2 separate regions of the Mus musculus genome follow, and region 1 is linked to region 2. Evidence: chromatin contacts called from public ChIA-PET data. All regions are on one chromosome and are shown on one strand. Each heading gives the region's core, a stretch centred on a gene start, on an enhancer-like site or on the middle of the called end of the contact. The rest is flanking DNA. Distances are from core to core; before and after follow the strand shown. Region 1 holds the start of Ccin (calicin). Region 2 holds the start of Tesk1 (testis specific protein kinase 1).

What was found. ChIA-PET counts read pairs in DNA pulled down with a chosen protein or histone mark.
Region 1: a contact with region 2 is called in an RNA polymerase II ChIA-PET map of memory CD8 T cells, with 48 read pairs. The contact joins the promoter of Ccin here to the promoter of Tesk1 in region 2. A contact is called at or near these places in 1 of 484 Hi-C or Micro-C datasets (natural killer cells), 4 of 115 datasets of contacts at active chromatin or transcription factors (astrocytes, embryonic limb bud, large pre-B cells and 1 more) and 2 of 9 other capture datasets (adipose tissue and liver).

What each region holds. Positions count from the first base shown.
Region 1 is chr4:43,981,477-43,986,018 of GRCm38.p6, reverse strand. It overlaps Ccin (calicin), which reads right to left and starts at 2,515. Exons shown (of 1, transcript NM_001002787.2): 1 at 486-2,515. The coding sequence starts at 2,424. The coding sequence ends at 658.
Region 2 is chr4:43,439,593-43,443,887 of GRCm38.p6, reverse strand. Tesk1 (testis specific protein kinase 1) reads right to left here and starts at 1,611. Exons shown (of 10, transcript NM_011571.3): 1 at 250-1,611; 2 at 1-105. The coding sequence starts at 453.

The DNA.
Region 1 (4,542 bases), core at 1,266-3,765, 540 kb before region 2:
CTCTCCAACTAGAAGCAGTGACCATTGTAAGTAATCCTCAACTTCCCCCGAGATGAGACATAAACCACCCTAGGTGACACAAATACAACAGGCCATCGACCCTGCTTGTCCCTGGACTTGCCCACACACCTCCTTCCTCCCCAGCCTACAAGGCTACTCTCCTGGGCTTAGGAGAGGTCCTTTCCTGTCTCCCAAGAAGACCTGAAGCAAACACATGCTGGAAGAGCCCATGCCATCACTACTCTGAGCAGAGATTACTATGCTAGCAGATCCCTGAGAGGTGACTACAGGGATTGGGGGTGGGGGGGGGCACCACTCAAACATCCCCTAGCCCAGAGTCTGGGAGGAACTTCAATCCCACAACCACCAAGGATTGTTTTTCCTGACTCAGTTTAGAGACCTCCAGAGCTGGAATAACAAAATTAATTAACTAGTTAATTAATTAATCTACCCACTGTAGACCACCAACCAGAGACCCCATCTCTGCTAGTTACCTCCATTGAGATATTAACCCTGAATCCTATCCATCAGGAACATGTGTAGCCCCAAGCATTGACCCCCCACTAAAAGGAATCCAAAGTCACATTCCTCCCTTGCTTTCTGTCATTAAATTGTGAATAATAATGCATTTACTTATTCTCCCACTTAAAAAGTTGTTTAAATTCTTTGAAGAATCTTGCAAGGCAGCTTGGCTAGACAGCAGGCAGGACAGTCCAGTGCCTCAGGTGGGCAGGCAAGGGTCTGCCATTCACCTATCTTTTGGTCCAGCAAGTAAGCATTAGGATTGATGGTGTAGTCCTTGGTCTGGACATCGCTGGCTGTGGTGACACCCCCACATACAAATACCTTGCTGTCTCCAATGGAGCAGATAGCATGGGATACATCCAAGGGACAACTGTTGGGCAACAGAGGTACTGAGGTTGTCGACTTGTTGGCCTTGATCTTCTGTAAGTTGATTTCCACGCTCTGCCGGTGGCTGTGTACACGAAGGATGTTGTCCTGATGGAACGAGAGCAGGGGCCGGTGGTTGAATTCGATGGGGAAGGTGATACACTGGACCACTTCCCCCGTGCAGGTGTCAAAGCAGTCCACTACACCGACCCGGGAGATGTAGCCCTTCACCAGGCATCGCCCAGTGACAATGTACAGGTTCCGGTCACCCTTAGTGATGACTGCTGTCCCGTCCATAGGGATGCTCATCTTCCCCGCCAAGCACCAGGCTTCCTTGCGTTCATCATAGCGATAAATGTTAGAGACGTACCGGCGTGGGGCAATGCTCCCACCCACTGAGTAAACTGTTCCCCCGCAGGTCACCATGGTGTGGAAGACAAGCCCAATGGGCAGGTCAGGTAGCTTGGTCCAGGAGTTGTCGTCCATGTCATACCGCCACGCTGTCTTCAGTCCTGAAATCTGCTCAGTGGTGCCACCGGATATGTAGATGTAACGGCCAGCAGCAGTGGCACTGAGCGCGGCTGCCCGGTATGGCATCTCTGAGAGCTTCAGCCACAGGTTCTCCTGGATGATATAGGCAAACACCCCATCGTTGAACTTACCGTGGGCCTTCTGGCCACCCAGGATGACCACCGAGTCAAGCAGGGCCCCTTTCCGCTGGTAGCTCAGCAGGCTGCACGGGCGCTCCTGCTTGCGGTCCATCAGGACACTTTCGATCAAGGTCGCGTGGGCAGAGTTGTTCTCCAAGCCAACCAGCTTGTTGCTGGCAAACATCAGCGTCTTGTTGGAGACCGCATTGAGATTGATGTAATTGAAGAACTTCTTGAAGTATTTTTCCCGCTCCTCCTTCCGGAAGTACACCCAACTGATGAGTGCGCTGAGCGCCTGGTCCTCGTTGAGCACGTGGAGGTTTTCATCCCGGAGCAGGCGACCGAAGATGACGGGTGGGCAGCGCATGAAGTGCATAGAGCCCTCGGGACTGGCCCAGAAGTGGAAGTTGTCACGAATGCCAGAGTAGGCCAAGTCTGATACTTCTTTGAGCTCGAACAGCTCAGCCAAGAAGAGGTAGCGCAAGCAGTTGACGCGGCGAATAGACTTAATAAGGAAGTCATTGCAGTGAATCCGAAGGCGTGGGGTATTGAAATACTGTGCGCCCCGGAGCAGCTCCTCCACGTTCTGCTCTGAGATCACCACTTTGCCGCTGTAGAAGTAATCCAGGAGCTGGTCCACCGTGGCTGGGCTCAGGTAGTTGGGGTCGATGGTGATGTAGAGTTCATCGGTGGTCTTCATGTCGTTGCTGGAGATGAGGCTTTTCACTAGTGGAGAGACGGCAGCCAGCACGTTGCGATGTGCGAAGAAGACATGATGGTCCACAGTCAGGGCCATGTCCCAGTACTCTTTACGCTTCCTCTGTTTGTTCAGGTTTTGCAGCACAAAGCTGTTGTAGTTTTTCTCTGTGAATTCCAGTTTCATGGTGCTTCTTGTTGGCCGAGACAGAAGATTCGTAGCAGGTACCGGAGGGCAGACTTTTCCAGGCCTTTGGGGTTTGTACTGATGGTTGTTTGCAGAGCAGCTGACCAGAGAGGAGTGGGCGTGGGAGAGAGGGTGACGTCATAGAATGGATGAGGTCATCATAATGTAGCCCCCTCCCCGCCCCCAGGCCTTTCTCTCCCCAGAGCTTCAGAGGAAGCTCTGGAATGGGGCCACGGTGTCCCCCTGGGCCTTTCAAGTCACAGTCCTCGGCTTCGCCGGGAATGTTCGAACTGGTTTGGGTGGGGCAGAGAGCAGCTGTGGAGAGGGAAAATTTAGGGTGGGAGGAGAGGTTACCATGATCTAGAAGCCTCCCTTTTAACCAGAAGGCTGAAGTCCTGCTGAGGAAGGACTCCCCCTGTCACAGAGGCAGTTAGAGGCAGAGCAAACCTGGAACTCCCACAGTGTGGGGCGTTACAACCCTTTCACCCCTTCAGGAAGTGGGGACCAGACAGTTTTCATGGTTCAATTCTTAGGCCCTGAAGGCCCTTTTTTCTACCAAGGTTCCTGGACGTCTGAGAAGACAAACCCTCTGGCTTCTGATCTCTGTAGTCAGAATACAGTTTTCATGGAGAAGTGGGTGACACTCACTGGAGCAGAAATGGAGGGGCCAGCCAGCCCTAGGAAGATGGGAGGACTTGGAAACGCCAGTACCAGGTTTCCAACCTCCCATACCAGGTTTGGAAACTTCCCATACCAGGTTTCCAAGTATCTAGTAAAATGCTGGGGAAATGCCTGATTCGGCCTCTCCACTCCGAGTTTCTTAGACCAGTTCACTCAGGCCTCAGATTCCTCTTCTGTGAGATGAGAATACTCGCTTCAAAGTGCAGCAGGCACAGCGCTTAGCTTACAGCAAACGTTCCAATAAATGCCAGTTCTTGTTTCTTAGTTGATATAACCACAGCTGTGGGCATCCCCGAAGCCCTCGACGGGTTATAGGAGCCTGCTTCGGCCGCACGGTGGCGCTGCAGGGTCACCTCCTGGCCAGAAGCACGCCGCCTCCGTGCTCAGCTTCTCCAATGGCGTAGAGAGGAAACTCACCCGCCCCGGGGCGTCCCTTTCTGCCTGCTTTGTCCCGCCTAGGGCTCCTTTGTGTAGGAGCGACTCTGAAACTCATACGTCTGGACCCGGGGCTCACAGTGTGGCAGACCCACACCTGTTCTCATTTTACAGATGTGGACAGAGCCCGGCAATGGTGTATGACCAAAGCCACCCTGGGACCTCTTAGGAAGAACCGTGCCATATGGTCACTTGTACTGGTCAGGAGGACCTGACTGCAGACCCCATCTCCACTGTGGGCTCCAAGCCTCACTCCAGACCTTCTGGTCCTCCTGAACGCCCCTCCCAGAGTGACTGTCAGCTCCATACCCACCACTCTCCAGCCCTCTTGCTGGCTTGGATTCTCATTCATCTTTCCATCCCACACCTAGCCTTTTCCTTATCTAGGAACTTGGTAATTTAAAGTTTGTTTGTTTGCTTGTTTGTTTTTGTTACAGGGTTTCTCTGGGTAGCCTTGGCTGTCCTGGAACCTCTATGTAAACTAGGCTGGCCTTGAACTCAAGAGATCTACCTGTCTCTGCCTCTCAGGTGCTAGGATTAATTGAAGTTTTGTTTTTTTTTTTTTTTTAAACAATTATACTTTAATAGTGAAGTTACACATCTTGATACCTGACTTCTGGGGCAGATAGTCTCTTTGGATGTGATGCCTGTGAAGGGGTTAGAACTTCTGTCCCCCTGCTTGGGGTACTTAGGTTCCAGCCCCACTTCAAAGAACTCCCTATGTGGCTGAGCTCAGTTCCCCACTACCTAGTCTCTCTCTCTGTCTCTCTCTGTCTCTCTCTCTGTGTGTGTCTCTCTCTCTGTGTGTGTGTCTCTGTCTCTCTTTCTCTCAGGGAATTTCAGCTCTGCACGCTTCTCCAGGTCTCATCACCTGAGAAACAGGGGCCACTTGGCCAGAGGAAGCATCGTGAGTCTGATAAGGATGCCTGAATCCAGTGGCATCCTGACTGTCAGACCCCACTTCCTGGGACATTTACCGGAAGCAGAAGGTCATCAGATCCC
Region 2 (4,295 bases), core at 362-2,861:
CCGGAGCCGGTTCATCAGCTGCACCTCCCTTAGCGTGTTGCTCCGGTTACTGGGGAGCTTGTTCATCTTCAGCACCATGACTTGTCCCGACTGTCGGTGCCGAACCTGGGGGAGGCAAGGCTCCGTGTGTGCCCGACAGGTTGGGTGGCTGCTAGCTCAAGGATCTCTAACCCAGGCTGCGGGGCCTCTAAGTTCTAGCCTCCCGTCCAAGGCTCGGTCCCGCCCCTCTGTCCTCTCTGCGGGTCCTACCTTGTAGACCTCAGAGAAGAAACCGGCCCCGATCTTCTCTGCGCAGTCGAAATCGTCCACACGCGCAAGGCTGGACACGGCGCTGCGGAGGGCCCGGTAGGAGGAGGGCCGGCCCCGGCCCGGGCCTCCGCCTGCGCCCCCCGGCCCCTCCCCCGGAGCCTCTCCGGGCCCGGGGCCCCGCAGCGGCGGCCGTTCCCCGGCCATGGCCGGGCCCCCAGCCCCGGCCTGCTTCACATGGCCGGATCCCCGGGACCCGGGCAGGCCGCGCTCGCCATGGGCGCCGGCCCAACCCGATCCCGGGGGCCGGGACTCCCGCCCGGTGGACTCCTGGAGGACCTGCCGAAGGTCCTGGGCCCGCCCCCGCCGCGCCGGCGAGTTGGGCCCGGTGGAACGCCGCGGCTCTCCGCTCTGCGCGGGGCCTGGGCCTGGGCCTGGGCCGGGCGGCGGCGGCGCTCCCGGGCGCCGGCGGCGGGCTCCCCGCGGGCGGCTGCTGCTCCGCTTCGCCGCCGGGCTCAGGCTGTGCGGCCTGCCCGGGGCGGGGCCCGGCCCGGTCTGCGGTTAACTCCTTGGAGCCCGGGCTGCGGCCCGGCCACGCCCCCTCAGGTGCGTCCCCCGCGCGTAGGCCGGGGCGTGAATCACAGGACGACTTGAGGGTTGACTGCTGGCGCTAATTCTCCTGCGCCCTGGGCTCCACGGATCGACCACGCTGCCTGCCCGGTCTGCGTCCGACTCCGACTGTCCATTTCAGGGGGGTTTCTGACCCCGACACTCTAAATCTCGGGGCTCGCTAACACCTGTCTTCTCCGATCGCAGTATCCAGGGCTGTAGGGAGCCTCTGGCCTTCGCATCCCTGACCTGCTCGACTCCTTCTCACTCCATCTCCATCCCCCTAAGTAAAGTTGAGATTCCGACGCTCGATCCGGTGACCACCCTCTTACTTCTTTGTCCTAATAACCCTCTCTTCGGAGACGCCTGCACCTGCAAGGAGGCCCCGCCCTCGGCAGGATCCCGCCCCCTCAAAGGCCGCTGCCCCTCGGAGCCCGCTCTCCTTCGGGGGACCTTTCCTACGGATGACACTGCTACATCCGTGTGTTCCCCGAGCCCCTCAGTGCTGCACCCCCTCCTCTTTGTGTTCCTCTCACTAAAAGAGACCTGGCAGAGTGACTCGGCTAGTCATTGTGACCCCTCCTCTCAAGGTGACTCCTCCCCTCGCTAGCGCCCAGCGGTGTGACCCCTTTCGGCAGGTTGCGCCCCACGTCGGTAGACGCCAGTGTGCCCCCTCAGTCCAGAGGAGGAGGTGCAGAGGCCTCTACAGCGGTTGGGATCCTCGGAGTGCGCACGCCCGGTCTCGGGACGTGGCTTTCGCTGTTGCCGATGTTTCCGGCTCTGCCACGGACTCCTCCCCTCAAGGTCATCGGGAAGGTAGCCAATCGTCGCTAGGGTTGCGTGACGTCACTGGATCCCGGCAGAGGTCTCCTGGCATCCGTGAGCGTCCTGCCACCTCGCGGCGGAATGGAGTGAGGGCAGGCTGAATGTGCAAGGCCGTCTTGAGAGTGCACCGTATAAGGGAATCGTTCAGGTTTGGAGAGAGAACAGTCATGCACAGTTGTTCTAGAAAAGGAGAGTAGGCCAATGCGTGTTCTTTTCCCCCACTGGTAACAGCAAAACATACTCATCGCATTAAATTAGAGTTAATTCTGAGAACCTATTTGTAATCTTTTGTGTAGAGATTGAAACGGTCTTGCCCTGTAGCCCATGCTGGCTTTGGATTCATACCACACCATACCACTTTGTGCTGGGATTACAAACATATGCTACCCCTCCTGGCAGGATTTTATTTTCCATAGTTTGTGCAAGGTCTGAAGACACTCGGAATTTGTACCTGTAGGATACCCTCACTGTAGTAAGCTTAACTGACACTGGATTCTGTCCCATTAGTCATTTTGAGGATCAATGTCTGTGACAGTAGTTTCATGCTGAATTGTGTGTGTGTGTTTAGGAAGGGCGCTGTGGTGGTTATGGTGAGAGGGAGTGTTTAGGAAGAAGGCCGTGTGGTGGTTCCCTCTGCTGGGGATGCAAGACTGAGCTAGGATACACTAGTAAAAAGGAGGGAATGTTGATGTGCCTGAGAAGCTCTGTGTGTGTGTGTGTGTGTGTGTGTGTGTGTGTGTGTGTGTGTGTGTGTTGGGGGAGTGCAGCAGCCAGGTTCATCGTTAGGTTTCTATCAAGGTTTAAAACTGGTATCACCAGTTTTTAAAAGTTCAGGTGGAAAAGCTGTTGAGTGTAGGAGGTAGATTATCATCAGCCAGCAATAATGATGGTCACAGGGACGATATACTGTCACTCAGGGAGCACGCATGTGCACACTCCCTTCTTTCTCTAGTAAATATACCTGCTTTCAGATACCCTCTGGGCCTGTGACTATCCTGGGAGTAACTCATGGCCACGTGTTTTGTCCACATGTCTGTCCCTGCACCCAGTTATTTGCTGCATAGCTATGGCATTATTTTACCACTGATTAGAAAAAGGAATCTTCATTAAATCGTGGTGTCATTGTTGTGTAGTGGGTTGGTCTGTTGTGGCTCTGTATTCAAATGCTAAAAACTGTATCCCATGACCTGGCTGCTCCAAGACAAGCAGGTCCTCAACTATACCAGCTCTTGTTGTATATTCATGATTGGTTAGTAAAGATGCCTACAGCCTATAGCTGGGCAGAAGAGGTAGGTGGGGCTGAAGGTTCCCGGGCTTGTGTTCAGGCACAGAAGAGAGGAGAGAAGGAAGGGAGGGTGGAGAAGTCGCCATGGGGTGGTGTGGATTGTGAGCACCTGGCCACCAGGGCTGGCCTGTTGGAGTGGGAGTGGCCTAGGTGGAATGTGTGTGGCAAGTGATGTCTTGGGGTTATTGACAAGAAAGCAGACAAAAATAGCCCAGAGGGTTGACATCTGCCCAACTCTAGTGCTGTTAAGGTTTATTATAAAGGTTTGTGTCTTTTAGTTGGGAGGCAAATGATCTAAGGTGGAGTAGAAACCCCCACATAATATCTACCACAACATTGTTGTGCCTTTAAAAACTCATAAAAGACTTGACGACTTGAGCTTGAAGCCTGAGATGCAGGCAAAGGGGGAAGGAGAGCAGCAACTCCACAGACTTACCTCTGACCTCCACATACATGTCCTGACGTGTGTGTCTGCTCACATCTCAACTCCACAGACTTACCTCTGACCTCCACATACGTGTCCTGACGTGTGTGTCCGCTCACATCTCAACTCCACAGACTTACCTCTGACCTCCACATACGTGTCCTGACGTGTGTGTCCGCTCACATCTCAACTCCACAGACTTACCTCTGACCTCCACATACGTGTCCTGATGTGTGTGTCCGCTCACACACACACACACACACACACACACACACACACAATAATAAACAATACAAATGTAAAAACTAATAAAAGTCAGATGAAGACCTGTGATCTCAGTGCTCAGGAGGCTGAGGCAGGAGGATCATGAGTTTGAGGCCAGGCTGGGCTACAGAGCAAGAACTTTTTTTTTAAATCAAGCCAAACCAAGCAATAATTTCTTAATATCAAGTTCACATTTTTCTTTATGTTGGGTTTTCAAAACTGTCTACTTTAATCAGAATCTAAGTGAGATCCTTGGTTTGCTTCTGGAGCAGCTTTTAATCTTTTAAAATTGCTAACCTAGTCTCCATCTTTCCCATTATTATTACCAATTTTTGTTAATTTTACGTGCATGTATGTTTTGCCTGCATGTATATCAGTGCACAGTGTACATGCCTGCTACCCACAGAGGCCAGAAGAGGATGCTGGATACCCTGGAACTGGAGTCACAGATGGCTGTAAGTCTCCATGTGGGTACTGGGAATTGAACCTGGTCTTCTAGAAGAGCAGCCAGTGTTTGTAACAGTCGAGCCATCTCTCTAGGCTCTATATTATGATGATGATGTATTGGAGCATAATGGTACACATATAGGATACCAGCATTCAGGACACAGAGGCAGAAGGATTTTGGGACTAACTAAACTG